Regions from separate parts of the Sus scrofa genome. Here region 2 is linked to region 1. Evidence: chromatin contacts called from public HiChIP or PLAC-seq data. All regions are on one chromosome and are shown on one strand. The core of a region is the stretch at or near the end of the contact, and the rest is flanking DNA. Distances in the headings are between cores, read along the strand shown. Region 1 holds the start of RNF168 (E3 ubiquitin-protein ligase RNF168). Region 2 holds the start of SLC51A (solute carrier family 51 alpha subunit).

Region 1 (7,969 bases), core at 3,116-5,615:
CCGCAAGCTGTGGCATAGGTCCCAGATGTGGCTTGGATCTAGCATTGCTGTGGCTGTGGCATATGCCAGCAGCTGCAGCTCCTATTGACCCCTGGCCCAGGAACTTCCATATGCCTTTGGCCCTAAAAAGACAAAAAAAAAGGGAGGTCCCATCATGGCACAGTGGAAACGTATCTGACTAGGAACCATGAGGTTGCGGTTCGATCCCTGGCCTTGCTCAGTGAGTAAAGGATCCGGCATTGCCCTGAGCTGTGGTGTAGGTCGCAGAATCCAGACGTGGCTCGGATCCTGCATTGCTGTGGCTGTGGCGGAGGCCAGCGGCTACAGTTCTGATTCAACCCCTAGCCTGGGAACCTCCATATGCCGCCGGTGCAGGCCTAAAAGACAAAAAACAAAAAACAAGTGATAACATTGTTTAACTTAGAAAACTGAGAGGCTAGGGGCTCAAAGTTAGGAGGAAGTGTTTTCTTTCTTTTTTTTTTTTTTTTTTTTTTTTTTTTGCTTTTTTAGGGCCACACTCCCACGGCATATGGAGGTTCCCAGGTTAGGGGTCAAATCAGAGCTGTGGCAGCCAGCCTATACCACAGCCACAGCAACGCAGGATCCAAGCCACATCTACAACCTCCACCACAGCTCACGGCAACGCCAGATCCTTAACCCACTGAACAAGGCCAACGATCGAACCCGCGACCTCATGGCTCTTAGTCCATTCGTTTCTACAGCGCCACGACGGGAACTCCAGCAGGAAGTCTTTTCATTGTCAATCCATTTTGTGGTTTTTGAATTTTGAACCATGTGAATGTATTATGTATTAAAAGATAAAGAAGCAAAAAAAAAAAAAAACCTAACATTTTGCATGTTGGTGTACATTTTCTCTCTAGTATATAGTACTACAGTTACTTCAACTAGAAAGGGAACTCACACTGACCATTTGTTTACATTTTTTGAATACCAAATGCCACATGCAGTAGGCGCTGTGAAGAAAAGAAACATTTTAAGTGTGGACCCTGCCCTACAGGTAAAGCATTATTTGGGACGTACACATTCAGGAAAACCAGAATGAGTAGCTCTTTGTAGAGATGTTGGGTAGAGAAGAATGAGAAGTAATACGAGATGATGTGTTACCTTGGTTCCTCCAGAAAATAGGTTGCTTGCCAGATACAAGTACTCAGTCTTGTCCTTTTCTAGACACACTGTTTAGAGAAACCATGCCTTGCAAGTGTTACTGAACCAAATTTGGGTCTGCTCATCATGCAGCAAAGCCAATCTACGGGCACAGGGTTATGGTGAAGGAAAGTGCAGCATTTACTGCAGGGCACCAAGCAAAGAGAATGGTCAGCTCATTCTTGGAAACACCAGAACTCTCCATGGCTTTCAGGGAAGGGTTTTATAGGCAATATTTGGTGTGGGAGTTGTAGCTCATGACCTTTCTTCTGATTGGTCAGTGGGGAGCTTACAGGGTGGTGTCTGGGGAGTCTTAATCATCGGACTTTCTGGTTCTAACCTGCATAGGTTCTTGTGATCAGCATGTAATCCCCATTCTTCACGGGGTGGGGGGGAGTGGTGCTTAGTTTCAGATTATTATGTATATTACATGCGGAGGAGCTAGGACTGCTTGGTCATTGAGTACTATTTAAACCATCACTACTTTTTGACTGCTTTCCCTTTGTTTTTGCATTCTCTCATGTCCCTCACTAGTAACTGCTTTGGTCTGCTCTTGGAACTCAGGGAAGACCTAGGAAACAAAAGCCTTTTTTTCCCTACAACTGAGAAATGGGACAAAATGGAGCTTTTGTTCCTGGGAGGGGCCTGGAGGGTCCTTCTTGGTTTCAACCCCTCCTTTGCTTTGATACTCCTCAGTCCTGTTGGGATAAGAAATGAAGCACAGTTTTGGATTGAGAGGTTAGTCACAGGGAACTTTAGGGTGTGTGTGTGAGGGGGCTTATTTTCAATAGAAAGGAAAGAGAATTCTCTACTGTGCTCACTCTACTGTTTCCAACTGGCCAAAATTTGCTCTTTGGGGAGTGACACCCCACCCCCAACACTTTCAGGATGCATCATCCGAGCCCTCATAGCAGCCACTGGGAAGCCAGTGCCTGCACTGTTCAGTGCCATGTATCACAGTAGTCCAGAAATGGAAGGAGGAGCTAGAGATTCCAGAAATGCAACTGGTTAGTCCCAGTCAGAAGAAGGTACTGTGGGTCCAGAAAGTAAATAAGACCAGGGAAATCTGAGCAATGGATGAAATGTACCTATTAAACAAGACACAGGTACAAGAAAAATAGAAATCTAAATGCAAGTGTTAGACAATAAGATTATAATAAAAAACACAATCACTAGGCAATATATGATTGAATTCAGAAGAGGGATATTATTGTGTGATGGAGAAATACCTTCTGGAGGAAGTACACTGAACTGATCCTTGAGGTAGGCAAAATCACAAAGCAACTTATTTAGGATAAATTGAGATTTCAAGCAATGGCCTGAAAGCACAAGATTTGCACAAGACAGTAAATGAATCACAACTGAATGTTTGAAAGAATAATGGGAGATTCCAAGGGAAAGGCATGTTGGCTCCATACTAGGGAGCCTGGAATCCCAGGCTAAGGATTGATACCATGGACAACTGGATGATAACTAGCTTTATGAAACACATTAAAAACAAAACAAAAGCTCCCAAAACACTTTACAAAAGACCCACACCTCCTAGTTTTGGCTTCATCTGGAAAACACTTACCTTCCCAGCCTGAATAACCTTAGCAAACCCCAAAGACCTTAAAGACTTTTCAGGCAGTGACTTTCTTTTCTCTTCCTCCACAGCCTCTGTCTCTAACTGTAGGAGAAAATATCCCTATAAAAAGGTAGAAAGGAGGAGTTCCCCTTGTGGCACAGTGGTTAACGAATCCGACTAGGAACCATGAGGTTGCGGGTTCGGTCCCTGGCCTTGCCCAGTGGGTTGGGGATTCGGCGTTGCCATGAGCTGTGGTGTAGGTCACAGAGGAGGCTTGGATCCCGCGTTGCTGTGGCTCTGGCGTAGGCCAGTGGCTGCGGCTCCGATTCGACCCCTGGCCTGGGAGCCTCCATGTGCCGCGGGAGCGGCCCAAGAAATAGCAAAAAGACAAAAAAAAAAGGTAGAAAGGAGAGACACCCCCCCCCCCCCCGTCATGATGACTAAGCAAAGTCCAGCCACCTGCCCCTAACCACCCCTCCCTCACGCATCTGCTGCAGTAAGCTTGCTTCCGCATCTACTACCTTGCCTGACCTCACTCTGGTCCGCCAAGCAGGAGCTCAGAAGAGGTAGCCCATAAAAACTTTGTGAAAGACTTCTTCCGGGCTCAGACTCTGGAGAGCAATCTCCTCTGAGCCTGCCGGCATAATAAACGTGAATTCTCCAACTTTCCCAGTGCTCACTTGGTTTCTCCCTGGGTAAAAGAGCTGAAACACTGCAGCCACAGGGCTGTCGCTAGAGCTGATACGCTGCAGCGCAGGGCTGTTGAGCAGCTGCCTTAACAAAACCAAGTGGGAAAACATTTCAAAATGCATAAAGTTAAAATATTTTCCTTTTGACTTCTTTTGTAATTTTGATTGGTCTAGACTGAAATTAAACAATAAAGCAGTGCCTTATAATTGATGCACATGTTGGCTAAGCCCCAGGATCCTGCCAGTCCTACAGTTTGTTTCCCAAGTACCTGTTAAATTGTAGCAAGTTTGCAGATTCTTTGACCACAGCCTTTCTCAGAAATCATCCTAGAGATGCTTTTACAAGAACTCTGGAAAGCGACCTAAGAGGCTTCCTTACAAATGAAAAGAAACAAGGGTAGTTTGAGGAGTACTAAGGGAAGAATTTAAAAATTATTGTCAAGCTTTTTTGGGGGGGGCGCACCCACTGCACAGAAGAGTGACAGGACCACGGATCGAATCCAAGCCACAGGTAAGAACTATGCAGCAGCTTCAGCAATCTGGGATCCCCAACCCACTGCACAGGGCCAAGGATCAAACTAGCCTCCGCGGCAAACCGGACCCTTAAAGCACTGCGCCACAGCGGGAACTCCATCGGCTTTTAATTTGCCTTTAAGTTTCACTTTTTCTGACAAGAGACCAACCTTGCGACATACCCTGATTTCTGCAGCCTCTGGGAGCAGAAATCAAGAGGGAAATACTAAAGTGCAGTCAATGTGACGACGCAGGGTCTGCGAAGAAAGGACTGCAACACACCGAGAAGACCAGCTCTGGGGGGGCGGGGCGCGGGGCTCGGGTCGGGCAGCGCGCGCAGACTCGGAAGTCCCGCCCCAATGTTAGCCCTCTCTACCTTTGGTTGGTTCTCTAGGTGGGAGGGGCTGTTTTGGCGGGCAGTCGTGACGTCACTAGCCCTTGTCGGGTTGCTACAGCACCGCGCCAAGGTTAGGCTTTTGGGTAGATGGAAGAGAGGGAGGGGCGGGCTCAGAGCGCCCGGAAGGGCTCGCGCGCGGCCCCCGACAATGGTAAAACGGAAGTCCTACTCCTTCGGAGCTCCTCGTCCGGGCGGAAGAAGCGTTCTTCCTCTAGCGGTGGCTGCGTAGCTGCGCGCCTCTGCGGTCTGCGGCTTGGCTTCCGGGAGCTACGGGAGCATCCTCACCTGGTAAGAGAAAGGAGGGGAACTTGGCGCGTGCCTCCTGCGGGGGCCAGAGAGCCCACCATCCGCCCTGCCGCAACGGCTGTTAATGCTGGGAGCAGTCAAGGTTCATTTGTTTTCATTTCGGACGTTTGTCTTAACATGGACAAACACACTTCCTTCCACGGTCGTACTGTTTACCTGACCCTCAGAACACTTTTTTGCTTTAAAGACATTTGATGTTCCCAGTCTCTGAATTCTGGTAGGCTACTGGGCATAAAATTTAAACACAAAACTTAATTCGCTTTCTCCGAACTTGGGCTGTAGATGAGGATTCTTTCTCTTTCAGGTGTTGATGTTGATTGAATATGCCTTTTTAGCATATTAAAATGGCTGTACCCAAGGACGCCATCCCTTCATTGTCGGAATGCCAGTGCCAGATCTGTGTGGAAATTCTATTTGAGCCTGTGACACTCCCTTGTAACCACACGCTGTGTAAACCATGCTTCCAGTCGACTGTCGAAAAAGCAAATTTGTGCTGCCCCTTCTGTCGCCGCCGAGTCTCTTCGTGGACTCGACACCGCACCCGAACAAATTCTCTTGTCAACATGGAACTGTGGAAGATAATTCAGAAACACTATCCAAAAGAATGCAAGCTTAGAGCCTCTGGGCAAGAATCAGAGGAAATTGGTGAGTAAAAATCCAGCTTGTTCATTGTCTAAAAACCAAAATCTTTTAAAAAGCGAATCATCACTAGTCTTTTTTTTTTTTTTCAAGGATAAAAAAAGAAAATCTGGGTTAGTATTTGTCCAAATTTTTCACATCTTTGAGTTTAATGGGCCCTAAAATGTTGGTTAAGGTCACAATGGCAAGATTTGGTTCATTGTTTTAAGGCATAGGCTTAGTTTGGTCGGTGTTTGTTGGGTTAAAAATGAAAAGAAAACCAAAAAAAAAAAAAAGAAACAAAAGAATTACCTACTAGGGTCTTAAATTGTGTCGAAAGTTATATAAATAGTCACAGATGAGCAACAGTCAGTATGGCAGCAGCAGAAGTAAGGAAACTGCTGGATTCCTGTGTTAATATTTTTTTTATTTTCAGTTACTTTTCTCTAACTTTCTTGCCTATACATCTCCATTCATTTAGTTCTTAAGCTTTCAACAAGCCTAAAATAGCTTTCTGTGGCCAGTTTCCTCTAGTTCAGTCATTTTTATTCAAAGCCCTCCACAGTGTGGACTTAACAACTCTTCATTTTGCCCCCAGACTTTAGCGGCTTGACCACTTATGTGGTCATTAAGCCCTGCAGTGTTTCTTCTCCAGGCTTAAATGTGATGTGGATGCTCTGGTGTACTTGCTTTTTTTGGGAATTCTTTTTATTATGGTAAAATTTGCCATTTTAACCATTTTTAAGTGTACAATTCAGTGTCATTAATTACTTTCACAGTGTTTGGAAACTGTCACCACTGTTGCCAAAACTTTCATCACACCAGACAACTTCTTTAACCATTAAGCATCCCATTCTCCTTACTCCATCCCACTCCTGCTTTTCGGAGTTTCTAATCTCTGTGAATTTGCTTGTTCTAGATAATTTATGTAAGTGTATTCATACAGCGAATGATCTGTTGTGTCTGTTTTCTTTCACTTAGCATAATGTTTCATGCCGCCTTCTTTTTCTTTCTTTCTTTCTTTCTTTCTTTCTTTCTTTCTTTCTCTTTTCCTTTTCTTTTCTTTTCCTTTTCTTTTTTTTAAAGGGCCAAACCTGTGGTATATGGAAGTTCCCAAGCTATGGGTTGAATCAGAGCTGCAGCCGCCTGCCTGTGCCACAGCCACAGCCGGAGCAATGCTGGATCCAAACTGCATCTGCAACCTACTCCACAGCTTGTGGCAACATCAGCTCCTTTAACCCACTGAGTGAGGCCAAGGATCGAACCTGAATCCTCATAGATACTACTCGAGTTGTTAACCCACTGAGCTGCAACGGGAAGTCTACCGCGTTCTATCTTTATCAGTACTCCATCCCTTTTTATGGCTGAATAATATTCTACTCTATGGATATATTGTATTTTGTTCCTTCATCCATTGTTGGACATTTGGGTAGTTTCCACCTTTTGGCTATTTCAATAGTACTGATATGAATATTCATGTGCAAGTGTTTGAATGTGTTTTCATTTCTTTTGTGTACATATCTAGGAGTGGAATTGCTGGATCATATGGTAATTCTATGTTTAGCTTTGTGAGGAACTGCCTGGCTAGTGTTTACCATTAAAATTGCCATTGTTTTCACGAGTGCCTTTAGACTTGGGCTAATCCATATTCTGTTCATTGTGAAGTCAGTGTCTTTGAGGGAAATCTTTGGAGCTCTCAGTTCTTACTGCCTGCCTTTTTTCCCTGGGCAAAACATCTGAGCCACTGCTCTCTAGCTGGAAGCAGAGACTACAGCTTATTTCTCTTTGTTGGAACAGGTCAGTGCATAGGCATGCTAGTTCTGGTCTCCTTGACTCTTCTAGAACTTTTTTTGCCCTATGAGTGGGCTGTAATGAGGGCAGTGGGGTCCCAGTTTCTTCTTGCTGTGCCTGAGTGGGAAGGGAATGGAGGAGGGAGCCCATGGTCAGCTCCACTCAGCTCTGCAACAAGGACTGAGCTGGAAGCCTTAAGAAGTGCTGATAGTCTGCCCTCCTGGAGGGATGCTATCTGGGAGCTGGGGAGACTAGGAGCCTTGTCTTGGCCACACCCACTTGGAGTGGAGCTTGCCTCTTGTTGAGTTTGGTAGGGGGAGAGCAGGTTGTGGCTGAAGTGCTGCAAATTTTTACTTTTCTTACTGAGCTTTAGTAGTTTTGGGGTGGGAGGGAAGTATTTCTTCTTTTGCTCTATGCTCATAGGACAGCTTCCAAGGGCCTTTAATTCAACCAGTTTTTAATACTTTCTCCGGTTATGCCTGTATTGTTGAAAAAACAGGTGTGTGAGCTCTCCTTACTCTGCCGTTCTGGAAGTTGATCCTCTTCACTTTGCTTTTCATGTAGATTTTATTGAAGTATAACATACATGTAAAAATGTGCACATCATAACAGTGAATTTTCAAAGTGAACATGTCTATGTAACCAGCACATACTGATTACTGTGTTGTATTGATAGTAAATAGTGAAAAATTTTGTGTTCTCTTTGGCTATTATGAAGAGTGCCATTGTGAACATTTTTATACTTGTATTTTGGTGAACATATGTCTACATTTCTGTTGGATATAGGGTGGAATTTGCGGGTCATAGAATGTAGATAAAGAGTTAAATCCTTTTCTGTGCTAATGAGAATATGTCCTTTGATTAAATCTCTAGCTTTGTTCCTTCCCAAACCTAATGAGGGTAAGACTATCAATGAGGTTACTA
Region 2 (7,969 bases), core at 3,845-6,344, 240 kb after region 1:
CTTCTTTAAATAATGAAAACAATATAAGAACATTAAAACTTTGCAAAAAGGATATCACCCATAATCCTAGCTTGTTCCTAACCAAAAGTTATTTTCATTCTTGCATATTTATTTCCATGGAGGTTAAGAGCATAGGCTCTGAGTGCAAAGTAAAACTCCATTTATTGCTTGCCCTCTAATCTTGTACAGGTTATTTATCCTCCAAGTAAACTTCTTAGCATGGTATGCAATATTCGCTCAATAAAAAGTAGCTTTTAAAAACCTCCTGGTTGGAGTTCCCTTCGTGGCTCAGAGGTTAATGATCCCGACTAGGATCCATGAGAATTCGGGTTCAATTCCTGGCCTTGCTCAGTGGGTTAAGGATCTGGTGTTGCCGTGAGTTGTGGTGTAGGTCCCAGATGTGGCTCAGATCTGGTGTTGCTGTGGCTGTGGCGTCAGCCGACGGCTACAGCTCCAATTTGACCCCTAGCCTGGGAAACTCCATATGCAGCCAGTGCAGCCCTAAAAAGCTAAATAAATAAATAATTTAAAAAAGATAAATAAAAACATTCTGGTTAAAGTGTACTCATATTGTATTACTGGAATCATGCTGTAAAAATGTTGTATTCTGTTTTTATTATCTAACATTTTCTCACAGCCCATCAAAAATAATTTTTATAATTATTTTTAAAATTATAAAGTTTTCAAAAATAAAGAGAATAATAGAACAAATATTAATACACCCATAATCCATTTTAGAGAGTGTTACTATATTGCCAATTTTGCTTAAAAGCATATTCTTGGAAAAATAAAACATTACAGATGTATTTGATGGCCCCTGTATTTACATCCTGGATCCTTTTCCCTTTGCTTCCTCATGTGCCATGGCGAACTACCATCTGAAGTTAGTGTGTACCTTTTCCTGTATGGTCTAATTTTTTATAGCATATGTACATACTCAATATATTATATTGTTTTGGTTTTTTTTTTTTTTTTTCGGTCACACTCACAGCATGCAGAAGTTCCAGAGATTGAAGTGGTGCCACTGCAGTTGCTGGATCCTTAACCCACTGAGCCATGTGGGAACTCCTGCTTTGCATTTTTTTAAAAAAATCTGTATCAATGGCATTACGCTGTGAAATGCTTTTCCACTCAACATTGTTTTCATGGTTATTATTTTCATTGTGACAAACAAATGCCACCATAGGCATTCTTAGATGTGTCACCTTGGCACGTGTGGAAGAGTTCTCTATTCAAACACTTGGAATTGCTCGGTTGTAGGAGGTAGACTCTTCAGTGTTAAAGGTATCTAATCACTCCTCAAAGTGGTTGTACCAATTTATAATCCCACCAGCAGTTGCTGAGAGTTCATTTTGCCTCAAACTCACCAGCACGTGGGACTTCTAATTTTTTGCCTTTGAGAAAGTAGTGAAATGATATTTCATTGTTTAATTTGAGGTTCCCCAATTTCCTACAAAACAGATGACCTTTTTGTACATTTCATGGCCATGTGAGTTTCCTCTTCTAGTATGAATTGTCTGATCATCTATTTTTTTCCAATTTTTATCAGGTAATTTTTCTTATACTGATCAATCATCCTATGTTGGTTTTAAGGCTTGAACATATTTTCTCCCAGATTTGGTTTGGCTTTGAACATGTTTCCAGTGTTTTCACTTGCACAGAAGTTTGTGTTTTCACTTGCATGGAAGTTTGCATGTAATCAGTCTTCATGATCATTTGTGCTTTCTTGTGTTTTAAGAACTTATTCTTTGCTTCTAAACATAAAGATATCTTTCCATACTTTATTTTGTAAAAATGTTTGCATTTTACATTTAGGTACTTAATCTATCTGGGTTAGGCTATGTTGGAGCTATTTTCATGCTTATTTATTTGCCATGAGGACAGGCAATGGTCAAGCGTCATTTCTTGAAAAATCCATCCTGCACTACTGATGTGTACAGCAAGTCCCTAAGTGGGCATGCGTCTATTTCTGGACGCTTTATTCTATTTCATTTTTCTGATGTCGGGTCCCTTGCAGTTCATTAATTGCTTTAATTACTCTAGTCTTACTATATCTAAGTCTTAATATCTGGGAGGGCACATACTCTCCTTACTATTTTTCAAAATTGCCTTGGCCTTTCTTAGCCCTTTACTCCTCCATGTACATGTTTGGATGAGTCCATTAAAAAAAAATTCCTGTAGGGCTTACCTTTGCAATCATATCACGGGCATTTCAAAAAACAAATATTACTGAAAGGTTCAATAGTTCTTCCAGAATAAATCTTTCTTCAATGGCATTTAACTTCAGGAACAACCGAGTTTATGATTGAAGGAAGAAGTTTTGCCACATCCTCCCATGGGCGCCTCTCCCTGACTCTCCCAGTTCCCGTCAGCGTCATCACCACTGTCCAGATTCTCAGAGTCAACATCAGTCTTCTTTTCCTTCACTTACCTTGTTTAAATATTTACCAGATTGCCTGCTCTTTCTTAAGATTGCCTGTATTTTCTATTCTTCCCTTCCTTTCCCTGACACTGCTCTGGCTCAGACGCTTGTGCCTCATGCTAGGCTGGGGCAATAACCTCCAATTTATACCCCTGCCTTTCAAGGCTCTTCTTCCCCCAAAGTCCATCTGGATTACTGATTAATGGTCCTGAGGGACTATCCAGCCCCTCCCAATCTCAGAACCCTCAGAGGCTCCTTCTGCCTGCAGGATAAAGTACAGCTGCTCTGCCCAACACACATCAGGCCCCACCTTACCTGCCCAGCCCTCTCAATTGTCCCCTGCCTCCCCATCAATAATCTTGAATCCTGCCAGATCCACCTCCTCAGTGTCTGTTGAACTATCCTACTCATTCTATCTCCACCCCAACCCCAGGAGCGCCCACCACCTGTTCCCCACGCTAACTACTACCCTCCACTAGGCAACAAGGCAGCTCCCCAGACCACCAGACCAGAAGGGTCTCCTTGCTTTGAACATCCTTGGTGCTTCTATTTGCATATTTTGTAGCAAATAAATGTGAGATTCATTTCTACTGTTTAAGGCAAGGTTTCTCAATCTCAGCACTATTGACACTTTGGCCCAAATAATTCTCTGTTGTGGGGACTTTCTTCTGTTTCCAAGGCAACGGTCCTGACTTCTACCCACTATATACCAGTGGCACCCTCTAGTGGTGCCAAGTGAAACGGCTTCCAGGCATTGCCAAAAGTCTCCTTGGGACAAAACTCCCTCTGGCTGGCAACACTGGTGTGAGGGAAGACTTGTACCACCAGATGCACTCTCTGAGCTAGAGGTCCCTGCTGGATCTAGCATCTGCCTACTGGCATGAACCACCAAGCCGTTATAAAGCCTCTCTGGACACCCTCTGGTTCAGAGCGTCTGAAATGAGGCTGAATACTAGCCAAGGACATAGCCATGTCTCCCTCCTAGTGCACACTGACCACATCCTGCTGTCCAGGAAGAGGTGATCACATCAGGAAGGAGGCTGGGTAGAGCGTTAAGGGTACCACAGAGACTGACTCTTATCATCAACGTCTAGGAGGTAGGTAGTCATGCAGTAGGAAAACAATACGAACTGTGAACACGAGCTACATTTGCTATCAAGAAGCCAGGCTCATTGGATTGTCAAGTTTTAGGTGTCCAGGGAATAAGCAGAGTGCCTTCCTCTGCCTTTCACTTTCAACAGTAACAAGATCTAGTGGCCAACACGGTCAATCATGTTACGGGTTCACCTTCGTTTTCAGGACAGTGCCCATAATAACCCCTATAAAATGACATAGATCCTTTCCTAAGGAGGCTGTTGTGTGGGCTCCAAGAGGATTCTATGAGGCTTGGATCATTTGGGCGTCAACTCAAGTCCCTGGGTGCCCCTGAGGTCTGAAAAATATTACAGGCCAGTGTCTCCAATTTGAACTGGGGATGCTCCACGTGCAGGTTTGTCTCCAGGCCAGGATGTCACGGCCCTCTTTTGGCCTTTTGCTCCTTGAGGAGTTGTTCTTCTCCCAGGTTTTTATCATGATAGACAGACACTGGGCCAGCCATCCTCCCAGGCCCTCCCGGCTGGCCCGCTCAGGACCAGCTCTCCTCAGGTCTTCTCAGCTATCCTGACTCTCCACTGGGATGCTCCGTTTTTCCTCCTTTCAGTTCCCTCTGGGGAGGGTCCCTGACTCACCTCTCAGAAGCTGATATGCAGTGGGAGGGTAAGTGAAGCAGACGGAGGGGATGCTGTAATTGACTTCCAATATCTTCAGAAGATCCGCCGTGTACCTGGAGAGACACCAGCCTGTGTTCAGAATGTGGGGACTGGGGGAGAGGGGAAGGTAGCGGAGGAGACACAAAACGACAGTCCCTCAAACACTCCTGGGTTCAGGGAACTTGTCCATTTCCCCTCAAGTCCCTGATTCTTGGAGGGAATGGAGAATCAGCCCAGGATGATGTATAAGGCAGGCTGCCGCCTGGGCCAAGAACAGGCCTGGCTGCAGTCCTCAGAAAGCCCACAGACCATTTTCTCCACTGCCACTGGGGTAGCAGCCCAAGGATTTGCTAAGGAGAAAGAGCAGGGTCCCAGAGAACTAGTGCTCAGAAATACTACCAGGAATGGGTCCCCAGATGGTCAGGGCTCTGGGCATGCCCCCCATCACCCCCACCTCTGAGATCTTTTTCTCCCTGGTTGGGGGACAAAGCCAAGGTTCTGAGGGGTCACACACTGGCCTTCCGGGACAGCTAGACCATTATCAGTCCTGTCTCATTCTGTGTGCTGGCAGCCAAAGGGCCCTGGGAGGCGGGGAGGGCCAGGCCAGAGGGATAGGGGCCCCCGCTGCTTAGCAACAGGCTCCTGGCTCAGAGCCTGCCACCCTCACTCACCTGGGGTCAAGCTTTATCTGAGTCCTGTCTGGATCCATTGTCTTCGTTCCCTCTCTGGCTTTCCAGGCAGGCACCAAGAGTGAAGGAGGGGCGGGCAGGTCGGGCCCCTGAGGGAGGCAGCTCTGCCGGCCCTGCTGCCGGCGGGACTGGGCTGTGGGAAGGTGGAGTGGCTGGGTCTTTCCTTCTGGCTCCGTCCCACCTCTGGCCTCCCGTGCCCACAAGTTCCTATCTCAGAGTTCACCCTAGAGGAATTTGATCCCCTCAGCTGGCTAGGTTCCCTGGCTCCTGACTCCTCCCTGTCCTTAGGTGTGGCTCCGCCTCCTCCCTCCTACGCATGCCTTTGGCCGCCCCTTGCCCCCAGCCCACCCTCATTCTTCATCCCCCCACGAGGAACCTTCTAGGGCGGTGGTAGAGGCAAAATCCTTGATCCTTCCCGCAGTCCCCACTTGGTTAGCAACCCCCTCCCCTCAGAACCTGGCTGGAACTCAGGCTCTGTCCCCCAGGAGATGGATGAGTCGAGGCCGAAGCCTTGACTGTACTGGTGCTGTTGGCTTGATGTGTGGAAGGGAGGTCCAGCTGGATAATCCAGACGAGGTCCATGGAGGTTTCCCAAACCCCGGCTCACAACGTCCTGATGACAGGCTTATCCAGCCCAACAGCCCCCAAAGATGCAGCAAATGGGGTAGGGGTCCGGGGGTGGGGGGAGACGTATTGTATTTAAGAGGCAGAGTTGCTGAGTGAGATTGCTGGGCATTTTGATAGATTCTGAAAAAGACACACTGTATGCTTACGAACGATTGTATTGACTGATGCTTTCTCTTCTCTCTCCAAATAGATTTAAACCTATTTGAGGCCAAGCATGGTACCCCTAGGTTCCCAGCACAGGACCTCACACATACTAAATGCTTCTTAGAATTGGTTGCATGACTGATACAATAATAAACTCACAGCCACAGCAGCTAATATCTATTGAGTTTATGGTGCCCCAGGTGCTGTAGGAAATGCCGTCTGCCTCTTATCTCATTTAAACCTTACAACTACTCTTAGAAGGTAGATGCTATCTTTATTTCCATGTTACAGATAAGGAAACTGAGGCTCAGAGAAGTTATGACACCAGGTTGAATAGAAAGCCATGGAGGTGTGAACAGAAGCAGAAGGGACCTGGGTTAGGAGATCTGTGGAGGTTCAGATGAAGTTTCTAATAGTTTGGGTTTGTTTTTTTTTTTTTTTTTAAGGGCCCATGAAAAAATGGAAAAAAAATTTAAAAAGGGCCCATGAGAGAGTCAAGGGAGAAGTTCTGGGAAGGCAGAGGAGTTTGCCCGGTTCTGGGTTGGTGAGTAAATACAGTCAGAGGGAGCAGTTACGGAGTTACTGGTACCAAGGGGACTCCATACTCCTGTCCCAAAGCACCTCAAACTATCTCCCCCCTCCTAAAGTACAGTTCTCTGGGAAGGAGAGACCCAGGAGAGTGACCCAGGAATCTCAGGGGGTCAATGACCTCCTAAGGTGGAGGTGAGGGTGCAACGAGTAAGACAAGGGCACTAACCTCCAGGGGGTCAGTCGCCTGGGTCCTGCCCTAGCGAAGACATAGGCTGACTCAGCTTCCTCAAACCATTTCCACAGGAACACTCCCCAGGTCATTCATCTCTGGCCTGGTGAGAGGCCTTGCGTTTAATCGCCCAGAGCCTTGAACTTTAGACTTCCCTAGAGCAGAACACAGGGAGCTGAGGGTGTTCTCCAAAACTTCTGGCCAGAAGTGGGGGTCGGGGAGGCAGGGGAGGAGGGCCGATGGGCTAGAGGGAGTCGGAAAGGGAAGGCTGCTAGCTGATGCTCATGTTCCTGCAGCTGGGCGGTAGTGGCTGGGAGGCCCAGGGGAGAGCCGGCTAATCCTCAGGATGGATGGTGATGGAGGGAAAAAATGGCAGGGTGTTGGTGAGAAGAGTGGGCTTTAGCTCCGATGTGGTACTTCTGCCTCACTGAAGTCCCTAAGTGGCCACTTCCTGTAAAGCGTGACCCATGGATGAGTTAAGGCCAGGCTATCCATAGCTCAGGCATGGCAAGGGGATGAGCTGGACCAGCCAATCAGATGCTTCTCTTGCTAATTTTGGACTGCTACCTGTCAAACGCTGATTTTTAGACTCAAGAGGAACAAATACTTCATTTCATCTTTTTGGTTTAAATTTCCCCCCAAATTCATTTGATAACATAAGACATCTATTCCTTCAGTTTTGACTTTCTCAGTGTAAGGATCATTTTTTTTTTCTTTTTGTCTTTTTAGGGCCACACTTGCAGCATATGGAAATTCCCAGGCTAGGGGTCCAATCTGAGCTGTAGCTGCCGGCCTACACCACAGCGTAGCAAGCCAGATCTGAGCCACATCTGTGACCCATACCACAGCTCACAGCAATGCCGGATCCTTAACCCACTGAGCAGGGCTAGGGATGGAACCTGCATTCTTATAGATACTATTCGGGTTTGTCACCACTGAGTCACAACGGGAACTCCTAAGGGTCATTTTTGAAAGAAAAAATAAACAAACCATGAATTTCATCAGCTTTCCTCAGGGGTCCTCCATCATTTGATATTTAAAGGTCCTCTCTCTTTTATAAAATTTCTTATTGAGATAAAATTCATGTAATGTAACATTCACATAACACATAAGTGTATAATTCAATGGTTTTTAGTACATTCATAATGTTGTGCAACCATCACCATTAATCTAATTTTTTTCTTTTTTTTTATTACTCAAAAGAATTTATCACATCTGTAGTTGTATAATGATCATAACAATCTGATTTCACAGGATTTCCACTCCACAGCCCAAGCACATCCCCCCACCCCCCAAACTGTCTCCTCCGGAGACCATAAATTTTTCAATGTCTGTGAGTCAGCATCTGTTCTGCAAAGAAGTTTCATCTGTCCTTTTTTCAGATTCCACATGTCAGTGAAAGCATTTGATGTTGGTGTCTCATTGTATGGCTGACTTAGCATGATCGTTTCTAGGTCCATCCATGTTGCTAAAAATGCTGGTATTTCGTTCTTTTTGATGGCTGAGTAATATTCCATTGTGTATATGTACCACATCTTCTGGATCCACTCCTCTGTCGATGGACATTTAGGTTGTTTCC

The links. HiChIP or PLAC-seq counts read pairs in DNA pulled down with a chosen protein or histone mark.
Region 2: a contact with region 1 is called in an H3K27ac HiChIP or PLAC-seq map of alveolar macrophages. The contact joins the promoter of SLC51A here to the promoter of RNF168 in region 1. A contact is called at or near these places in 1 of 5 promoter capture datasets (fetal liver) and 1 of 2 datasets of contacts at active chromatin or transcription factors (alveolar macrophages).

The regions. Positions count from the first base shown.
Region 1 is chr13:133,621,181-133,629,149 of Sscrofa11.1, forward strand. RNF168 (E3 ubiquitin-protein ligase RNF168) reads left to right here and starts at 4,366. Exons shown (of 8, transcript XM_021070157.1): 1 at 4,366-4,618; 2 at 4,941-5,281. The coding sequence starts at 4,981.
Region 2 is chr13:133,864,659-133,872,627 of Sscrofa11.1, forward strand. SLC51A (solute carrier family 51 alpha subunit) reads right to left here and starts at 5,095. Exons shown (of 9, transcript NM_001244266.1): 1 at 4,842-5,095; 2 at 4,150-4,244. The coding sequence starts at 4,879.